Regions from separate parts of the Ovis aries genome. Here region 2 is linked to region 1. A link is a contact called in public Hi-C data. All regions are on one chromosome and are shown on one strand. The core of a region is the stretch at or near the end of the contact, and the rest is flanking DNA. Distances in the headings are between cores, read along the strand shown. Region 1 overlaps GMDS (GDP-mannose 4,6-dehydratase). Region 2 holds the start of FOXC1 (forkhead box C1).

What was found. A called contact is a pair of places that touch in the nucleus more often than the background predicts.
Region 2: a Hi-C map of tail adipose tissue shows a contact between it and region 1, with 5 times the contacts expected there. The contact joins the promoter of FOXC1 here to the enhancer-like site in region 1. A contact is called at or near these places in 10 of 16 Hi-C or Micro-C datasets (blood, hypothalamus, liver and 5 more).

What each region holds. Positions count from the first base shown.
Region 1 is chr20:50,359,799-50,366,151 of ARS-UI_Ramb_v3.0, reverse strand. All of the region lies in intron 4 of GMDS (GDP-mannose 4,6-dehydratase), which reads right to left. Among named protein-coding and RNA genes, the nearest start is that of GMDS, 100 kb to the right of the region's middle. Within about 2 kb of position 2,336, at least 15 of the 54 cell types and tissues checked have an H3K27ac peak or open chromatin away from gene starts, as enhancers often do. A contact at or near this core is called in liver and tail adipose tissue, where this site is marked.
Region 2 is chr20:50,690,852-50,696,500 of ARS-UI_Ramb_v3.0, reverse strand. FOXC1 (forkhead box C1) reads left to right here and starts at 3,441. Exons shown (of 1, transcript XM_027958725.2): 1 at 3,441-5,649. The coding sequence starts at 3,453. The coding sequence ends at 5,114.

The DNA of each region.
Region 1 (6,353 bases), core at 1,087-3,586:
AATACTCAAGAGAAGCAGTACAAAAGCTATCATTATATTATAGTACAAACTTTCAAATATCTAAGGTTTTGTAAGATTCATTTTACAAATGTAAAACCATTATGAATTATAATTAGTTATGATTTCAATAAAATTTTAAAAAACCTCTATCACTCATATAAAATCTGTTTCTCTATTTTGAAAGTGCATCAAAAATTATTTATAGAGAGCATCTTTTCTAAAATCCATCTGAAAAACTGTAAGCAAACTGGAAATTTTTAATTGTTCTACATTTAATTATTTGCACAAAATATTCATATTATTTTATCAAGGAAAACTAATGTGCTGATGCTAACCTAAAAATAAATATATACAGGTTTAAAAAGTTTTAAAACAGTGTTATTCTGTGAGATTTGCCAACTCTAGACACGATTCTTAGAAATCAAGTAGTCAGAGGAAGTGGAGTTTGCAATATTGTCCTTTTTTTTGAAAAAGGTCACATAAATAATCTGCCAGGTACTCTCCCACCAAGAAAAAGCACATGCTTTAAATCTAATGATGGCCGCAGAGGGACAAACGTGTAAAATAAAGTGTACAGGCACCTGCAAATCATATTATATTCTGGCCAAAAGCTGTCTGCAAACAGTACACGTCGATCTAAAACAAATCGTATACACTCTTAGCTAAATCTCAAACTAATGCATTTGATACACTGATAATGATTTATAAAGAAATTTATATACAGTTGTAACTAATTCAAACAACATAGACTTTGATGTTAAGGACTGTAAGGTGGTGAAAGTTTCATCTTATAAAATTCCATTTAATTAAATTGAAAGCTCACAAAATTCTAAAATAATTACATGTTTAGGATCAAACTCAAATCTGGATTAGTTCAAATGTTTCTTAGTTCTTACATTTACGGAGCTCACACTATGAAAACAGTGAGAATAACGCAGACCGAGCTGTGCAAAGTGGAGTTAACACAATGGCTTGCTGAACTCGGAAAACCAGAGCCCACGTGTCAGCGTGGATCCTCTTGCCCTACCGGCGTGTGACAGGGTAGAACCCCTTCATCACTAGCGAGTAACAAGCGGCAGCTTTGTTAGAGCAGCTCCGAGGCCGTGGTGGTGCCCAGCGTGGGCCTGGCCTGTCGGCCACAGCCGTCTCCGGTGCAGCAGCTACGCTCAAGTGAGCCTTCGTGAAGGCTGAGAAATAAATTATATTAAGTGCTGCGTTTTGAACCTAGAAATGAGGGAAGGGGCTGTTAAGATATCAAATTTACTAAAAAAATAATTATGTGAGAAATAAGTTGCTGTCACAGAGAGACTTGCCAGGCTCACGGTGTCGGAGCGGGTGGTCACACACACCTTTGGGATCAGTGTTGTGACACGGAGATGAGGCTGGGGGGCTGGTGCGCCTGGGGCAGAGGGGAGAACAGGAAGGCACGCAGGCGGCTTCCTGACAGCCGACCGCCGGTGCTCCGAGGAGCCCTTCCGATGCCCACGAGGAGCAAGCCGCCGGCCTGATTCAGCAGCTCGGGACGCGCCCCAGACTGCTCTTTCACAACCTGTTTCCACGTCTCACATTTCTAATGAGCACAGCCTCACTTCTGCAGACCTTCCTGGCCGTGCTCTAACCAAACTCAAATCTGAAACTTGAAAACTACCTTGGAAATTTGTGGGCAGCCACAGAAAGGCCCCGGAGAAGCAGACACATATTACATGTTAATTGTAAGGATGAGTGTCACCTTTTATGGCGATGATGTCATTATTGAGGAATGCTAATTAAGACATTAGATGACTTGCTGATTGCAGACGCATTCTGAAGGAATCTATTTGTCCTCGTTCGCTGAACAGCAGATCCAGCGAGGGGACGGAGCCGTAAGAGACTGCAGTTCCCGTTTCTGAAACGCTGCCTTTGAGTGAACGTTCCCATGGACTGTTTGCCTGATTTCTGGGCTGACACTTCCTCCTGGGAACCGGCTCGAGTGAGCAGGCGGCAGGCTGTCCCTGGCCGCGCTGCTGGGTCTGGTCTCTCCTTGGCTGTCCCCGCCCGCCACCCCAAGCCCTCGGCCGGCTCTGGACCGTGACATGCCTGTTGTCTTAGCCGAGTCCTGTCGTCTTCCAGGACTGCGTGCCATACCTTCAAAGATTAAGCCTTCCCACGTGGGATCTGTCCAGACAGCCAGTGTATTGCAGCTTCTCACGGCCTTCTGCATCCTCCTACACCCTGGTGTTATCAGCAGTGGCTTTCTTTCCTATTTTGTGTCTAACTACAGGACACAGGCGCCCGGGCTGATAGAAGCCGGTTCTCACTGTCATTCCCGTCTGTTCTAACTGCCAGGCTGACTTCCGCAGTCTGTGACACTCTGCCGCCATCTATGTGCAGAAACGGGCACAGCACCGCCCACCCCCTCAGCTCCCCTTGCTCCAGAAACAACCCTGTTTCTGATCCGGACAGATGAGAAGGGAAGCTTCAGGAATAATCCGCTTTCCCACAAAAAAAATGTAGCAGCTTCCCAGGAACCTCTATTTACTTCTCTGTGAAGCAACCTTCTTAAACTAGAAGAGGACTAAAATGCGTTATTTAACATAAACCAAAACCACAGTCTTTTCCATTACTGCTGTTGACAAATTTTAGCAAAAATGGCCACTTCCACAGCATCATGACAGAAAAAGAAGAGGTGACAGGAAGTTGAAGCTTTAAGTCACAAACAATTGCAATAAAAATAATTTTGCAAAACTGCCAAATGATATGGTCACTTTTGTAATATTCATATTTAATATAAAGGAAATGTAAAGAAACCAGATTTTAAAAGCATCTACTCACATTATTTCAACTAGCAACAGCACAGATGTAATCACCTAGCCATCATCAAACGCCGAAATGCTTTCTCTCTAGGGAAGGCAGAGAAGCACGTCAGAACCCTAGACAGCCCTCAGCCTTTCCGAAGGTGTGGACTACACAGGCTCTGAAGTGTCCCAGTAGATGTCAACATCAAAAAAGCAAACAAACAAGAAAACCACTCCAGGGTGAGTCATTCAAGATCCTCAAGCAAAACAAACAAAAAAACACACAAAACCTTTCCTCTACTGAGCTTTTAAACAATAATTAATCTACTCAGTAAAGGCAGACACTGGTGTTTCTGATCAGGACTAGCGAGGCTGTCAATAGTCCTAGAGAACAAGCCTCAGAGGTTTAGCTTGTCAACACTACTGGTTTCTGAAAGACTTTTTACTGATACAACAACTGGCGCCAGTGAAATGCACAGGGGAGGGAGGGAAAGGAGACTCGGAGAGAAGGTGAGCCCTGATTCAGCCAACACCACCAGCAGCGCACCCTGGCCGCCCCCACAGTGACCTTCCATTCACGGCGGCTGCACAACTGCTGTCAGCAAACACGTCGTCCAGCAAGCGCCCCCCTTAATCACCAACACGCTGACCGAGCACAGGGCTCCCTGGTGGCTCAGCTGGTGAAGAACTCGCCTGCAGCGCAGGTGACCCCAGGTGGATTCCCGGGTCCGGAAGATCCCCTGGAGAAGGGACAGGCTACCCACTCCAGTGCTCTTGGGCTCCCTGGTGGCTAGATGGTAAAGAATCCACCTGCAATGCAGGTGACCTGGGTGGGATCCCTGGGTCAGGAAGAGCCCCTGGAGAGGGGAACGGTTGACCACTCCAGTACCCTGGCCTGGAGGATTCAGACTGCATACCAGTTGAGCTCATCATTGAAATCAACTTTCCCTAAGAACCATCAAAGTGATTTCTAGCTAAACATAGGTTAGCAAGCCAAACCAAGCCTATACGTGTATTTCTTTGTAAATAGAGCACATTTAAACTCATCATGAATGATTTTTTAATTGACATTCCTAAACAACATACACTTCATGTGAATGTGAGAAGAAGGATAAAATGATGAAACCTACTGATAAAGGGGAAATCTAAATTAAGTAAGTCTCGATACAATTTATTACTTGCACTGGTAAAGCATACAATTAATGATTTACAAAAGAAATACGTTGAAAAGATATCACACGTTAAATTTCTTTGAAGTAGAAAAGATTTCACTTTATCTTACTATACATACCAACTTCAACTTCAAGGATCCAACTTTAACAAAGAGAATTTGTATTAAATTCTATTTGTACTAAAAGGATAAAGTAGAAATCTTGTTTGACAGACACCAAACTCTATTTTGTGCTTCAAAGGAAAGTTAAGTTTAAATTCTTACAATTTCCAGGATCTATGGTATTAAACATAAATTTACTGGTGGCTCAATTAGTAAAGAATCTGCCTGCAATGTAGGAGAACTGGGTTTGATCCCTGAGTCAGGAAGATCCCTTGGAGGAGGACATGGCAACCCATTCCAGTATTCTCGCTTGGAGAATCCCATGGACAGAGGAGACTGGTGGGCTACAGTCCTTGGGGTCTCAAGAGTTGGACACAACTTATCAACTAACCCACCACCAAACACAGGTATTATTTACGTGTACCTCTTACCTGCACATTTACTAAACACAGATCCAGATACCATATCTATGGGATTAAATAAGGCATTATTTTTGTGCACATCTTAGTTTATGCAAATTACGTACTCCAATCTAATCGAGAATCCAGAGAAAATTCTTCATTCGTCGTCAGACGTCTAAAACAAAGTGTTTCACTCACAGCACCTTCACTGACTTACTTCCTTTTTACTGCTTGTGTGCACAGATCCATCTAGAAATCAGTATTACGATAAAGATGTGCAGTTAGTTATCTGAACTAATTTTGGCTTAACTGTGCAAAGATAAAATAATACTTTGGATTTAATTTAGCAAGTCACTTATGAGTGAATTAAGAGAGCCAAACTCAACAAACATACCTTTGTGTGGTCCCCCAATCACCAGAAAAAATCCAAGCATTATTAACTGTTATCAAAATTACAATACCAACTCGGGCTAGCAAAACAGGACAATCTGTCTGAATAGGGGGAGGAGAGCTTTCATGGAGTACTTTCTCATATAAATTCTTAAATTCGTAATGGAAAGGACTTTTAAGTGGTTTTAGATTTGAATTCAATTGTCAGGTCTGTAACAGGCTTCCAAGCGGAGTCTGAGCCGTAGGACACCTAGGGACCCAAACACAGCACACCGTCCACAGAGGACAAGACCCTCAGCCTCACTCCCATGAGGGGGTCGAGCGCCTCAGCAAGCCCCTGAGGGCTGCAGGCACCGGCCAGCCTCACGCACGTGAGGGGTCGAGCACCATCTGCACAAGCAGTGCTCCGTTAAGTGAAAAGGGCTTTTGTGCCGCAACTTCACCTCGTGCCAAACTACAGAGGTTAAACATCACAGGGACTGAGTCGCACAGGATCCGTCAGCAAAAAGTGAAGACGAGAACAAAAGCAGAGAAGCGCAGCCTGCGTAGGTCACGGGGGCTCAGCATCGCTGGGGTCACGGGGGCTCAGCATCGCTAGGGTCATGGGGGCTCAGCATCGCCCAGGCCCTGGGGGGCTCAGCATCGCTCGGGTCACGGGGGCTCAGCATCGCCCAGGCCGCAGCTCTGTGCGCCTGGCCCTCTCCTCCCATCTCCTCCCTCCTCCCATTTCTCCAGAAACACACACGTTATCTCCGTGTGGATGTCAGGTCAATGTACAAGGCACCTCACCCATTCTCAGGGTCTCACGGCCGCATGAAGGAAAGCCCCCACCAACAGACACCTTCTCAATTACCGGGCTAACAACTGGCTGGCATACCAGAGTGATCTTATGGCACACTAAGCACATATGAGAGTTAGACATGAAAATATAAAAATTAATTTTAAACCTTATAAAATATACAAGCCTATATCAATGTGTACATCTAACAATCAAAATAAGTTATCTTCAGAGACCCCACATGGAATTACGGTTACATACGCTAAAACAGTGGGCTTCCCTGATGGCTCAGTGGTAAGAAAGCCACCTACAATGCAGGAGATGCAGGTTCGATCCCTGGGTCAGGAAGATCCCCTGAAGAAGGAAATGGCAACCCACTCCCATATTCTTGCCTGGGAAATCCCATGGAGAGAGGGGCCTAGCTGACTACAGTCCATTGGGTTGCAAAACAGTCTGATACTACTGACCTGGCTTAAAACTCAACATTAAAAAAAATAAGACCATGGCATCAAGTCCATCACTTCATGGCAAACAGAAGGCGGAAAGGTGGGAAGAGTAGCAGACTGTGTCTTCATGGGCTCCAGAATCACTGTGGATGATGACAGCAGCCATGAAGTCAGAAGCTTCTCCTTGGAAGGGGAGCTATGGCAAGCCTAGGCAGGGCAGTGAAGAGCAGGGACGAGCTTTGTTGACAGTGGTCTGTACAGTCAGAGCCATAGTTTTGTTCTAGTAGTCAT
Region 2 (5,649 bases), core at 2,192-4,691, 330 kb before region 1:
TCTTCCAGCGGAGGGCTCGGGAATCCTGTTTGGGGGAAGGCTGTGACACCCCTCCTCAGAGCTAAGACCCCATCGAAGGGCCCAGGAATTGTGACGCCCCCACCCTCCCCGCCGGCGGGTCAGGGAATGGATGGGGCCAGGAAGGTCAGCGACCATCTGAGGAAACACATCCATTACCGATCGCTGTCGCCCTCGGACCTTCAGGTCGCAGCCGCGAGGTGTCAGAAAAACAGCGAAGGTTTCCTGCGAAGGCATTTCTGCCAGTTAAGGTCGTGGGGACAGTGACTGAACTATATGCAAGGGGCATCAGAAACCCTAACCGAAATTAAAAACCTCACCCCATTCCCTGAAGACTTCATTTCTGCGCCTTCGTGTCCACATACCACCACCACCGACAATAATAACAGAAGTCAAGTACTTGAAATACAATCAAGCCGTTTAGTGGAGGTTTGCTTCCGAGGAAGCTTATAAAACACAAACGCAAATATCTTTTCCTGGCGAATATCCAGAGCGCGACCAGGGGAAAGTTGATCTTCGTAAACTGCACCCTCCTTTTCCCCCCGCGCGCCAGAAACTCATTTCACAACGGCCACTTTCATCCCCAAAGCGGCCCAGCAAGGCTGGCTGTCGGATTTGCAGTTTACGTAAGGAGCTCTTTCCACCTCTCGGGCCTCGGAGCCAGGAGCAGAGAGGCCGCGCGGGCCGGGCAGCGCGCACCACGTCTCCCGCGCGAGCCGCGAGCCCCCGCGCCGGGAAACCGGCGAGTCTCCTTGGCCGCGTTGATGCCCGCGCGCCGAGAGCCGTGGAAACGCAGTTTAAAGGCCGAAGTCGCCAGAGGCCGAGGCATTCGGAGCGACCGCTGACTTCCTCGGCCTCTAGGCTGCTCCGAAGCCGGGGCGCCTACAAGGCCTCGGTCAAGGCAGCGGATTCCGGCGAGATGCGGGCGGGTGCTGGACACCAACGCACTGTTCGCTGCTCCTCCCTCCACACCGGGTGTTCAGGAGCACCGAGCCTCTGCCCGTAACTCAGGGTTTCGCGGCGGCGGAGACGCGGCCTGGTGGGTGCCCGGGAAGCAGGCCGGAGCGGCCCAGGCGCTCTGCAGGCCGCGCGGCGCCGGGAGCCGGGCTTCGGGGAGGTACCGCCTGCTCGGGAGGAGCAGATACCGCAGATTCTCCACGTCAGGGTCCACTCGGAAACCCAACAGTTTAACACCGCACAGGCCGGCGCCCTGACACTCAGCGCAGCTGTGGCTGGGGCTGCGGAGGAAGCCAGACTGGAGCCGGGAAGCCCAAGGGCTCCCTACACGTCCTCGCAGTTCCAGACGGTCCGAACCGGGGTGGAGGCGTGAGGGGCGCCCGGCGGCTCTTCAGAGCCCCCGAGGCGCGCAGTTCCTCAGGAGAGGGCCCGGAGGGCCGCTCCATGTTGGCCGAAGTGCAAAAAGCCCCGCAGGCCCAGAGGCCGGCTCCTTCCTGCCCTCCATCCCAGACCCCAGAAGCGGCAAGTCTAGGGTCCCCCGGACCCTCAGAAGGCCCTGCAGGTGCGATTCTGAACGCCCCCACCCCCATCCCCCATCAACCCTTTGGCTCTGCAAGCGGCAGCCACGCGGGGCGGGGAGGGAGGTGGCCGTCTTTACCCGTCACCCGCTCTCATCACTGAGTTCGCAGCCCGCATCCTCCTTTAGGAGGCCCTGTCCGAGAACCCCTAGAGGAGTCCAGGGACGCCCAGGCTCCAGGAGAGCGCTCTGCAGACCCCCATCGCCAACGCGGCCCCAAGCTCTTGGCAAGGCCCCATGTCCCCCTCCCTTGTTTCTACTGGGGAGGGGTCTCGGGAGCAGCACAGTTCCCGCTGGCCCTGCTTTCGGACTCGGAACTGTGCCTTTTTGTAACCCTGCTCTGGACTGGAGAACTTCCAGGTGGGGGGGACTGGGGACTTCTGGGAAGGAGGGAGACTGGTGGCCAGGAGTGGAGAAGAGGGGAGGGGAGAATAGGGGAGGGGAGGGGAGAATAGGGGAGGGGAGGGGAGAATAGGGGGGGAGAATAGGGAGGGGAGAATAGGGGAGGGGAGGGGAGAATAGGGAGGGGAGAATAGGGGAGGGGAGGGGAGGGGAGAATAGGGGAGGGGAGAATAGGGGAGGGGAGAATAGGGGAGGGGAGAGCAGGAGAGAGGAAGGGAGAAGAGGGGAGGGGAGGGGAGAATAGGAGAGGGGAGGGAGAATAGGGAGGGGAGAATAGGGGAGAGGGAGAATAGGGGGAGGGAGAATAGGGGAGAATAGGGAGAGGAGGGGAGGGAGGGGAGGGGAGGGAGGAGGGGAGGGGAGGGGAGGGGAGGGGGGGAGGGAGAGGAGGGGAGGGGAGGAGGGAGGAGGAGGGAGAGGAGAGGGAGGAGGAGAGGGAGAGGAGGAGGGGAGGGGAGGGGGAGGGGGGAGGGGGGGGGGGAGGGGGAGGGGAGGGGAGGGGAGGGGAGGGGAGGGGAGGGGAGGGAGGGGAGGGGAGGGAGGGGAGGGGAGGGGAGGGGGAGGGGAGGGGGAGGGGAGGGGGAGGGAAGGGGGAGGGGAGGGGAGACCCGGGCGCCGGGTGGGCGAGGAGGGGCGGGGAGGGTGCGGGAATGGGACAGTCGGGGCCCCAGGGCGCCGGGACATCCGGGAGCAGCGGACGGGGAAGGGTCTGCGCCGGGACCGGAGGGCCCGGCCGCGCCGCGGGAACAATGGGCGTCCGGCGCGGGGCCCGGGGCGGGGAGGGGGCCCGGCGCGGGCGCGGGCGGCGGGCGCGGGGGGCCCTCGGGCGCGGGCAGGGGCGCGGGCAGGGGCGCGGGCGCGGGCGCGGGCAGGGGCGCGGGCAGGGGCGCGGGGCCGGCGCGCGTGCGGTCAGCCCGCGGTCCTCCGCGGCGGGGCGCGGGCCGGCCCGCTCGGCCTCCGGCTCCGTCGGAGGCGTTCCCGCCTCCCATTGGCCGCCGCCGCCGGGACGGGGCGGGGCCGCGCGGCCCGGAAAAAATGCAACTGCGTAAAAAAGTCCTCGCCTGGGTGACGGATGCGCAAAAGTCCAGGCGTTTTCCCCATGCTTCCCTGAGCGGCCGGCGCGCGAGAGCCTGAGGAAGCAGACGCGGCCCGGGCCGGGGCCGGCGCGCTGCCCCCGCCCGCTCTCTGGCCGCCCCGCCGGCGGCTGGGGCTCAGCCTCCGCGAGGCGCAGGCGGCGCGGCGGGCCGGGCTTCGGCTTGCTTTCCAGCCGGGGCTCCGCGCTCCCGCTCCCGCCGGGCAGCCGCGGCGCGCGATCCAGGCCGTCGGCCGCGTCCTCGTCCGGCCCTCTCTGCCGGCCCGAGGCGCCCCGGAGCCGGGCGCGCGCAGAGGCGGCGGCGGCGGCCCGGCACCGGCCCGCGGGCCCGGACTCGGACTGGGCGGCCGGCCCGGAGAGGGCGGGGGGCGGCGGCGGCGGCGGCGGCGGCGGCGAGCGGGGGCCATGCAGGCGCGCTACTCCGTGTCCAGCCCCAACTCCCTGGGAGTGGTGCCCTACCTCGGCGGCGAGCAGAGCTACTACCGCGCGGCGGCGGCGGCCGCGGGGGGCGGCTACACGGCCATGCCGGCCCCCATGAGCGTGTACTCGCACCCGGCGCACGCCGAGCAGTACCCGGGCGGCATGGCCCGCGCCTACGGGCCCTACACGCCGCAGCCGCAGCCCAAAGACATGGTGAAGCCGCCCTACAGCTACATCGCGCTCATCACCATGGCCATCCAGAACGCGCCGGACAAGAAGATCACCCTGAACGGCATCTACCAGTTCATCATGGACCGCTTCCCCTTCTACCGCGACAACAAGCAGGGCTGGCAGAACAGCATCCGCCACAACCTCTCGCTCAACGAGTGCTTCGTCAAGGTGCCGCGCGACGACAAGAAGCCGGGCAAGGGCAGCTACTGGACGCTCGACCCGGACTCCTACAACATGTTCGAGAACGGCAGCTTCCTGCGGCGGCGGCGGCGCTTCAAGAAGAAGGACGCCGTGAAGGACAAGGAGGAGAAGGACCGGCTGCACCTCAAGGAGCCGCCGCCGCCGCCGCCGCCGCCGCCGCCGCCGCCGCCGACGGCCGGCCGCCAGCCCGCGCCCGCGCCCCCCGAGCAGGCCGACGGCGCGCCGCCCGGGGCGCAGCCCCCGCCCGTGCGCATCCAGGACATCAAGACCGAGAACGGTACGTGCCCCTCGCCGCCCCAGCCCCTGTCCCCGGCCGCCGCCCTGGGCAGCGGCAGCAGCGGCGCCGCCGCGGTGCCCAAAATCGAAAGCCCCGACAGCAGCAGCAGCAGCCTGTCCAGCGGGGGCAGCCCCCCCGGCGGCCTGCCGGCGGCGCGGCCGCTGAGCCTGGACGGCGCGGAGCCCGGCCCGCCGCCCGCGCCCGCGCCCGCGCACAGCCAGGGCTTCAGCGTGGACAACATCATGACGTCGCTGCGGGGGTCGCCGCAGGGCGCGGCCGCCGAGCTGGGATCCGGCCTCCTGGCCCCGGCCGCCGCGTCCTCGCGCGCGGGCCTCGCGCCTCCGCTGGCGCTCGGCGCCTACTCGCCAGGCCAGAGCTCGCTGTACGGCTCGCCCTGCAGCCAGAGCCCCGGCGCGGGCGGCGCGGGCGGCGCGGGCGGCGGCGGCGGCGGGGCGGGGGGCCCCGGGACCTACCACTGTAACCTGCAGGCCATGAGCCTGTACGCGGCGGGGGAGCGCGGCGGCCACGTGCAGGGCGCTCCCGCGGGCGCCGGAGGCTCCTCGGTGGAAGACCCTCTGCCCGACTACTCCCTGCCCCCGGCCACCAGCAGCAGCTCCTCGTCCCTGGGCCACGGCGGCGGCGGCGGCCAGGAGGCCGGCCACCACCCCGCGGCCCACCAAGGCCGCCTGGCCTCGTGGTACCTGAACCAGGCGGGCGGGGACCTGGGCCACCTGGCCAGCGCGGCGGCGGCGGCGGCCGCGGGCTACCCGGGCCAGCAGCAGAACTTCCACTCGGTGCGGGAGATGTTTGAGTCGCAGCGGATCGGCCTGAACAACTCGCCGGTAAACGGGAACAGCAGCTGTCAGATGGCCTTTCCTTCCGGCCAGTCCCTGTACCGTACGTCCGGGGCCTTCGTCTACGACTGCAGCAAGTTCTGACCCCCCGCCTCCGCCCCGCCTGCCTCCCAGCCGGACCGAACCGAGCCGACCCGAACCCCGGAGCAGGAGCAGCCAAAAGGACCCTCAGCGCAAAAGTGAAACCAAAAACCCAGTCCGTAAAACGTCCACCGAACTAGCAAACAGAAGCCCTCCACACTTTCAGGTCACCAGCATGAAGGAAAGGCTTTCTTCTCTTAGAAGATGGATTCGGAGCCACCTCCACTTTGCTTTATCTAAACAAACAGAACCGTAAAACTGTTTTGTACAGAGACAGCAGAGTCATGGTTTGTTAAAGGGCAGTGTTTCTCCAGATAACACGTAAGTTTCTTCCTCTTTTCAGAGAACACCTCTCCTCCTCCTGCCCCGTCCCTTGCCCTCTCACCTGTAAGATATTTTTATCCTCTGTTGGAAGGAGGGAGGAAGTCCCCCATATGTGGAGATGGCTTTCTTATTATTCTTGGACTTGTTTTAAAATGTAAATTGCAACATAGTAATTTATTTTTGATTTGTAGTTGGATGTCCGTGGACCAAACGC